2 separate regions of the Mus musculus genome follow, and region 1 is linked to region 2. A link is a contact called in public HiChIP or PLAC-seq data. All regions are on one chromosome and are shown on one strand. Each heading gives the region's core, a stretch centred on a gene start, on an enhancer-like site or on the middle of the called end of the contact. The rest is flanking DNA. Distances are from core to core; before and after follow the strand shown.

Evidence for each region. HiChIP or PLAC-seq counts read pairs in DNA pulled down with a chosen protein or histone mark.
Region 1: a contact with region 2 is called in an H3K27ac HiChIP or PLAC-seq map of embryonic stem cells, with 5 times the contacts expected there. The contact joins two enhancer-like sites.

The regions. Positions count from the first base shown.
Region 1 is chr10:110,931,037-110,934,063 of GRCm38.p6, forward strand. It overlaps Csrp2 (cysteine and glycine-rich protein 2), which reads left to right. Exons shown (of 6, transcript NM_007792.4): 2 at 919-1,031. The coding sequence starts at 920. Among named protein-coding and RNA genes, the nearest start is that of Csrp2, 12 kb to the left of the region's middle. Within about 2 kb of position 1,330, at least 162 of the 459 cell types and tissues checked have an H3K27ac peak or open chromatin away from gene starts, as enhancers often do. A contact at or near this core is called in embryonic stem cells, where this site is marked.
Region 2 is chr10:108,237,587-108,240,589 of GRCm38.p6, forward strand. Ppp1r12a (protein phosphatase 1, regulatory subunit 12A) reads left to right here. Exons shown (of 25, transcript NM_001368736.1): 6 at 2,519-2,593. Among named protein-coding and RNA genes, the nearest start is that of Ppp1r12a, 77 kb to the left of the region's middle. Within about 2 kb of position 1,620, at least 9 of the 459 cell types and tissues checked have an H3K27ac peak or open chromatin away from gene starts, as enhancers often do. A contact at or near this core is called in embryonic stem cells, where this site is marked.

The DNA.
Region 1 (3,027 bases), core at 80-2,579, 2.7 Mb after region 2:
CGGTGTTAGGGGGAAAGGGAGTAGACCACAGAAACAAGGTCCCTTCTTAGCCGGCTGGCTTGCTCAGGCAGTTGAGAACGCTGACATTCCGAAATCAGCCAGTTAAGCTGTCCCGGGAGGCCGGTTTGTTAAGGGGAATTAGCGAATGTTGCCCCTACATCATAGATAGTCTGGGATTTCACATCACATCAGACCATGTTTGGAGACTGTCCCCACATACCATGACAGTCACTGCAGAGAAGGGGACTTGATAGCGTTTTCTGTAGGCCTGACAAACCTGGCTGAGTGGGAACACCAACTGTTGGCGGGACTAGGGGCTTTGGGGGTTAGTGAAGCGCACAGCAACTTACTTGGCAGCCATCTGGACATGTTTGTTGTGGTGACCGTGGGGGGTTCCAGGGCAGTTGTGCTAGCCACAGAAAGCTACGTGAGCTGTAATTGGACTCTGTACATACAAATATGTTCCTTGCTTATGTACATTAAATGCTAAGAACTCAATGTCTTTGCACTGAATTAAACATACAGCAGAGAACTATAATGCAAGCTTTCCCGCTGAGTTTGTAAAAGGCTCATTAAGAGCTGGGTGTGGGAGAAGACTGTGTCTGTCTCTCCACTCCCATATTATTCCTGTGGGTTCTAGGGGCTTACTTTGCATTGTACTCTGGTGACCTGTCTCTTCCACTGGATGCAAAGATCCCTTTGTCTTCTAGAAAAGAGGCTGTCTGAGTCAGTTTCCTAATGAGAGCTATAATTTGGGAGTGGAGATGGAGCTATTTTGGAGGAACGCGGGCCTCTGAAAGATGTGGTTTGGGTGGTTCACGAAGAAGCAGGATCTGCTAGTACGCACTGTCTCGTGGGCTGAAGCAGCCCGGAGGGAACTCGTAAAACAAGCATCCTAATGCATCCTTTGTTCCGCAGAATGCCTGTCTGGGGCGGTGGAAATAAGTGCGGGGCCTGCGGGAGAACCGTGTACCACGCGGAAGAGGTGCAGTGCGATGGGCGGAGCTTCCATCGCTGCTGCTTCCTGTGCAGTGAGTATGGTCCCCTCCCCCTTCAGTTCACCTCTGGAAGAAAAATAACAATGCTAGCTAAGAGAAATGGTTTAGAGTGACGGGGTTTTTTGTTTGTTTGTTTTTTGTTTTAACCGCTGAGTCATCTCTCTAGCCCAATGGGCGGTTTTTATGTCATTGATCTTAAGACGCTGAGGACTGAGCCAGAGGGAAGACCACCTAGCCCTCAGTTCTGGCCAGTTGGCCTTAGCCTTTGTCACCTCTGTCTGTGTCCTCGGGACAATCTGGCACCTACTGAAAGTTTCTGGCACACCCTGTGTGTTTGGCTTGATTCGGTTAATAAGTTGATCTTTGCCACTTTTCTCTTTCTTGCTGGGCTCCCTTCTGAACACCAACAACTGAAGTTCAGAGTATACAAGCTTGGTTTCTACAGAACCTTCAAATTTGACCTTCTATAGCCGGGGGTCTCAACTTTCTAAATGCTGCGATCCTATAATACGGTTCCTTGTGTTGTGGTGACCCTCAGCCATACAGTCATGATTCACTACATACACTGTTATGAATCGTAATGCAAATATCTGATACAGAATATCTGATATGGGTCATGGGGTTGCGACCCACAGGTTGAGAATCTCTGTTCTACGGTATTGCTTGTTAGTTGATCACAGCAATTGGAATTCTCAATTTGGCAGAAGAATATAGCATACCTAGGTCCCTACAGGCACACTGGGATTATCATTGTTTATTATGTGGAAGTAGGACATAAAACACTTATCTGTGTGTTCTGAAGAATAAACACCCATGAGAGAAACAAGAAGAGGAAAAAACCCCTTCAGAAGACATTTAAGTCATTTCAAAAGCCGTGTAGCCTCATGGCCTGAGAAACTCACCAGGAGTCAAATGATAGAAGTTTCTCTAATGAAGGATCCATGCATGCAGAAATGTGCCTTATTTCTAGATTATACAGTGAAAAGTACTGTAAACAGCTATATTTTAAACATAAATTTGCTGGGCCAGTGTGTGGTGGCACACGCCTTTAATCCCAGCATGGGGGGGGGGCGCGGAGGGGGAGTTGCAGATTTCTGAGTTCGAGGCCAGCCTGGTCTACAAAGTGAGTTCCAGGACAGCCAGGGCTACACAGAGAAACTCTTTCTTGAAAAAAAAAAAAGAATTACACTTTAGGAATGAAACTTTCAAATGTGGCTTGTCTTGTTTCCATGGCTGCCAGCATTCAAGCTGTCTGTGTTTATGTACAGTATGTGTGGTTCACAGACAGTAAAATCTAACAGAAAGCCATGGTTATGAAAAGTCAAATTATTACACATGCATATTTTTTTTTGTAACTTCATAATGGCCACTGCCCCTCAGATTTGGCAAAACTATTTCTTTTCCAACGTAGTGAACTTTTTCTCTGTGATTTTTTTTTTTTAAGTAAAATCTGGATTTCAACAGGCATGTGACTAAGCAAAATGTTGGAAATCTGAAATGCAAATACTTTAGAAATGGTTCTCGTTTTCTTCTGGGATAAGCCCCAATGGCTGTGCCATAACAAAGCCAGTGTCTATTTACTGTCAGGCTGTTCACTGTCAGCTTTCCTCTTTCCCTGTTGTCTGAAGCCCGAACAAGGTAACTCAGGGTCACACACAGACCCTGAGGACTCTTGGGAGAGGCTAGAAGAGCTACGGAGGGAAGCGAGATGGCCACCAGCAAGCTGTGGTTTTAGTCCTGTTGTGGTAACATAGATGGGAGACTTTTTTTTTGTTGTTGTTGTTTTTTTTTTTTTGTTGTTGTTGTTGTTGTTTTTTTTTTTTTTTTTTTTTTTTTTTTTTTTTTTTTTGCCGTCTAGGGTTTGAACCTAGGGCCTTGTACTTGCTAGGCAAGTGTTCTATCAGTGAACTGTATCCTCAGCCCTAACACACGTTTTTTTGAGAACAAATTTTGTATATGTTTATGCTGTGTTAAGGCCATCTGGCCTTAAGGATAGGCAGTTATTATCTTTAACTGCATTTTAGTATTG
Region 2 (3,003 bases), core at 370-2,869:
CTTGTTGGCAAACTATAAATTATCATTTTAGCTCTTAATATTGATTTTAAATATAAAAGCTTTTATTTTGCTTTGTTGGCTTATTAAAATAATTCTTTACAAGTATGTACCTATTGTCTCTTCCTTAATATCAAGGATAATACTTTTCTTATTGGAATTTCTGTTAATGCACAATGATTAGAATATGTTACTAGCTTGATGCTGTGCAGGTTTAAGTGTTTCTGCCACTACTGAGCAGTGGTGTTTGTTTTCCATTATGACCCTGCCTGACCTCGTTGTTTCTTGCTATGAAATCAAATTAAAGGCTCCAGCAGTACAGAGCTAGATCATGTTCCCCGTTCTCTATCAGCTAGACACTCGGGCTTTCCATCTGAACGATGGAAAGCATCATCAGTTCTGTACCAGCTGCCTTCACTACTAGTTCCACCAAAGACTAAAAGAATTAGGTCTGCAAAAGCAATTCATTTAAAACAGCTGAGAAAAAACTGCAGCGAGGGGGAAGTAAATCAAGCCATGTTCTTGCTAGATCTGTGGCTTCGCTAACTTGTAGGTATATTGAACTGATGTTCAAGCAGCTTGTTCTGTTCCCTTGCTTTGACACGAGCTCCTACTTCCCAGTGTCTCATCACTGCGTCCTTGGTTGTTTCCAGCTGCTCTACCTGACTGAGCTGCTTTCCTGTGCTTGCGTCCCAGTAGTGAAGCCAGAGCCCGTGGGGAGAGTTACAGTGTTCAGTCTCCTTCCGCTTCTTAGTGTCTTTCAGATTGCATGACAGTCGTGGTTATGTGATTGGTACGTGTGGCTGGGTGGTAGAGGTGTGCAGTTTACATTGGAAATTTTTCTCTGTGTATAGGCCACATTTTACTTGAGTTTTCATTCTCTATGAGCTGCTGTTTGCAAAGCAGAGTCATTAATGAAAGGAGAAAATGAAAAGAAAGGTTAGTAAGGGAACCCCGTTTCTAACTATTAAAAGAGAAATTCCTTGGTTATTAAAAGAACCCTTTCTTATTTAACTGCTTCAAAAATGTAATTACAATTTAAAAGTTCAGGGTGGTATTTTATTTGTACGAGTTGGTAAATTTTAAGGAGTAATTGAGTTATTTGACCATAAGAGCATGATCTTGAGTCTGTAATATGATTTTAGATAAAAGTTGCATTAAGTTAGAAGAGTTTCTAAAATTTTTGAATTGTACAGAAATACAAAATTGAAATTAACATACTACGTTAAAATTTGGATCAGTTGTTTTATAACAGGATTTTTTTTTAACTCAATTTAATTCTTAGCTTTTAAGGCAGAAATGGGGAATTTTGTTACCACGGGGAATAAAAGTAGACTGACAAATGATCCTTTGAAGTAATTTTAAAACTGATCATTGCGGTTGCTGCATATGCACACACACAGTGCATGTACACCTGCACGTATCCATACATCTTTAGTCAAGTTTTAGAAGATAATCAAGTCAAAAGGCCTCAAATCCTAGAGTTACCACATCGGTCCACTTTGAACGTGGGAGTAGCCCACAAACAGAATTGTTTTGTTCGTGGTGGTGCTTCATTTGCCTTTATTATTGTAATTTGTGTGTGCAGTTGAGTGCAGGTGCGCTTGAGTGTAGGCCGCAGAGCCCTTAGACCTGGAGCTCTAGGCAGTCACCACTCTGCAGGAGCGGCCTGCTCTTAGCCGGCAGCAGTGCTTACGTTAGGCGGAAAGCCAAAGCAAATGATTTACATTAGCAAAATGAGCCGAGGCAGGGAATTGTGTTTCCCAGTAAAAGGGAGTGAAGTAGTCATACATGTCATTACACAGATGAGTCTCACAGCATGTGAGGTAAAAGAAACCTATCCCAAAGAGTTCTAGCAGAGAGTTGTTCAGTTTGATCCATGTAAAGTGTTTGATCAGCATATAGATAGATAGATACAAGGTGGCTTAAGTGGAATGGAAGATGGTACAAGAAGGATCCACTTATTCTTTTGAGGGTGGTGAAATTTTACTTCTAAATTGTAGCAAGGGAGTTGCAGCTGTTGATACTCTCAAAACAATGCACGCATTCTGGTCCTAAAGTATATGGAAGGCATACTCACATGCGTTTCTCATGTGTCCTTGGAGTCCTGTATAGTCTATCATTTTTAACTTCCATCAAACGTGATTCTTGGGGCTGGAGAGATACCTGAAGTCAGTGAAGTGCTTGCCTTGCTAGTCTTATGATCCAAGTTCAATTCCCAGAACTCATATAAAAGCTGAGTGTGGCAGCCTGTGCTTTTATTTCCAGAGCCGGGGCGCAGAGGCAAGTGGATCTGTTGGGTTCACTGGCCTAGCCTAGCTTACTTGGTGAGTTCCAGGCCTACGAGAGACCCTGTCTGTAAGATAGAGCACACTCATACACATGCATATATACCTACACAAACAGCAATGTGTGAGTGTACGCACACTTACCTAGATAGCTGTGTAATTAGTAAGAATTGTTGATGTCATTTTATGGTATATTGACTTTTTACTGTGGCTACTTCTCATTTCCTGTCTAGGGCCAAACAGCCTTTGATGTAGCAGATGAAGACATTTTGGGATATCTAGAAGAGTTGCAAAAAAAACAAACTCTGGTATGTTTAACTGCTAAAAATACTTATATTAATGAGTTCTCTATAGCTTTGAATTTCAAGCGTTTTCGGTGTTCTGGTAATGTTTCTTACTTCTTACCTTCGTAATCAAACACAATGACAGTGGGCTTGAATGCGGGCTGCTGCTGCTGGGCGCTCATAATATTGGTTGCCTATTTCTCTGTCTTGCTTTCTAAAAAACTGAGTATTTATAGCATGCTTTTCTAATTTCCTAAGACAACATGCTTAGTGGTGTTATAGTAAACTGAGTTTATAATAGCAGGCCCAAACAAATAAGGAACTTCATAACTAGGAAACGGATTCTACATAAGTTCCTGTCAACACCCACCTTACGTAGTCAGTGGGCGCTGACTTCTTTGTGAACTGAAGTTAGACGGGTTAAGCTTTTCTTT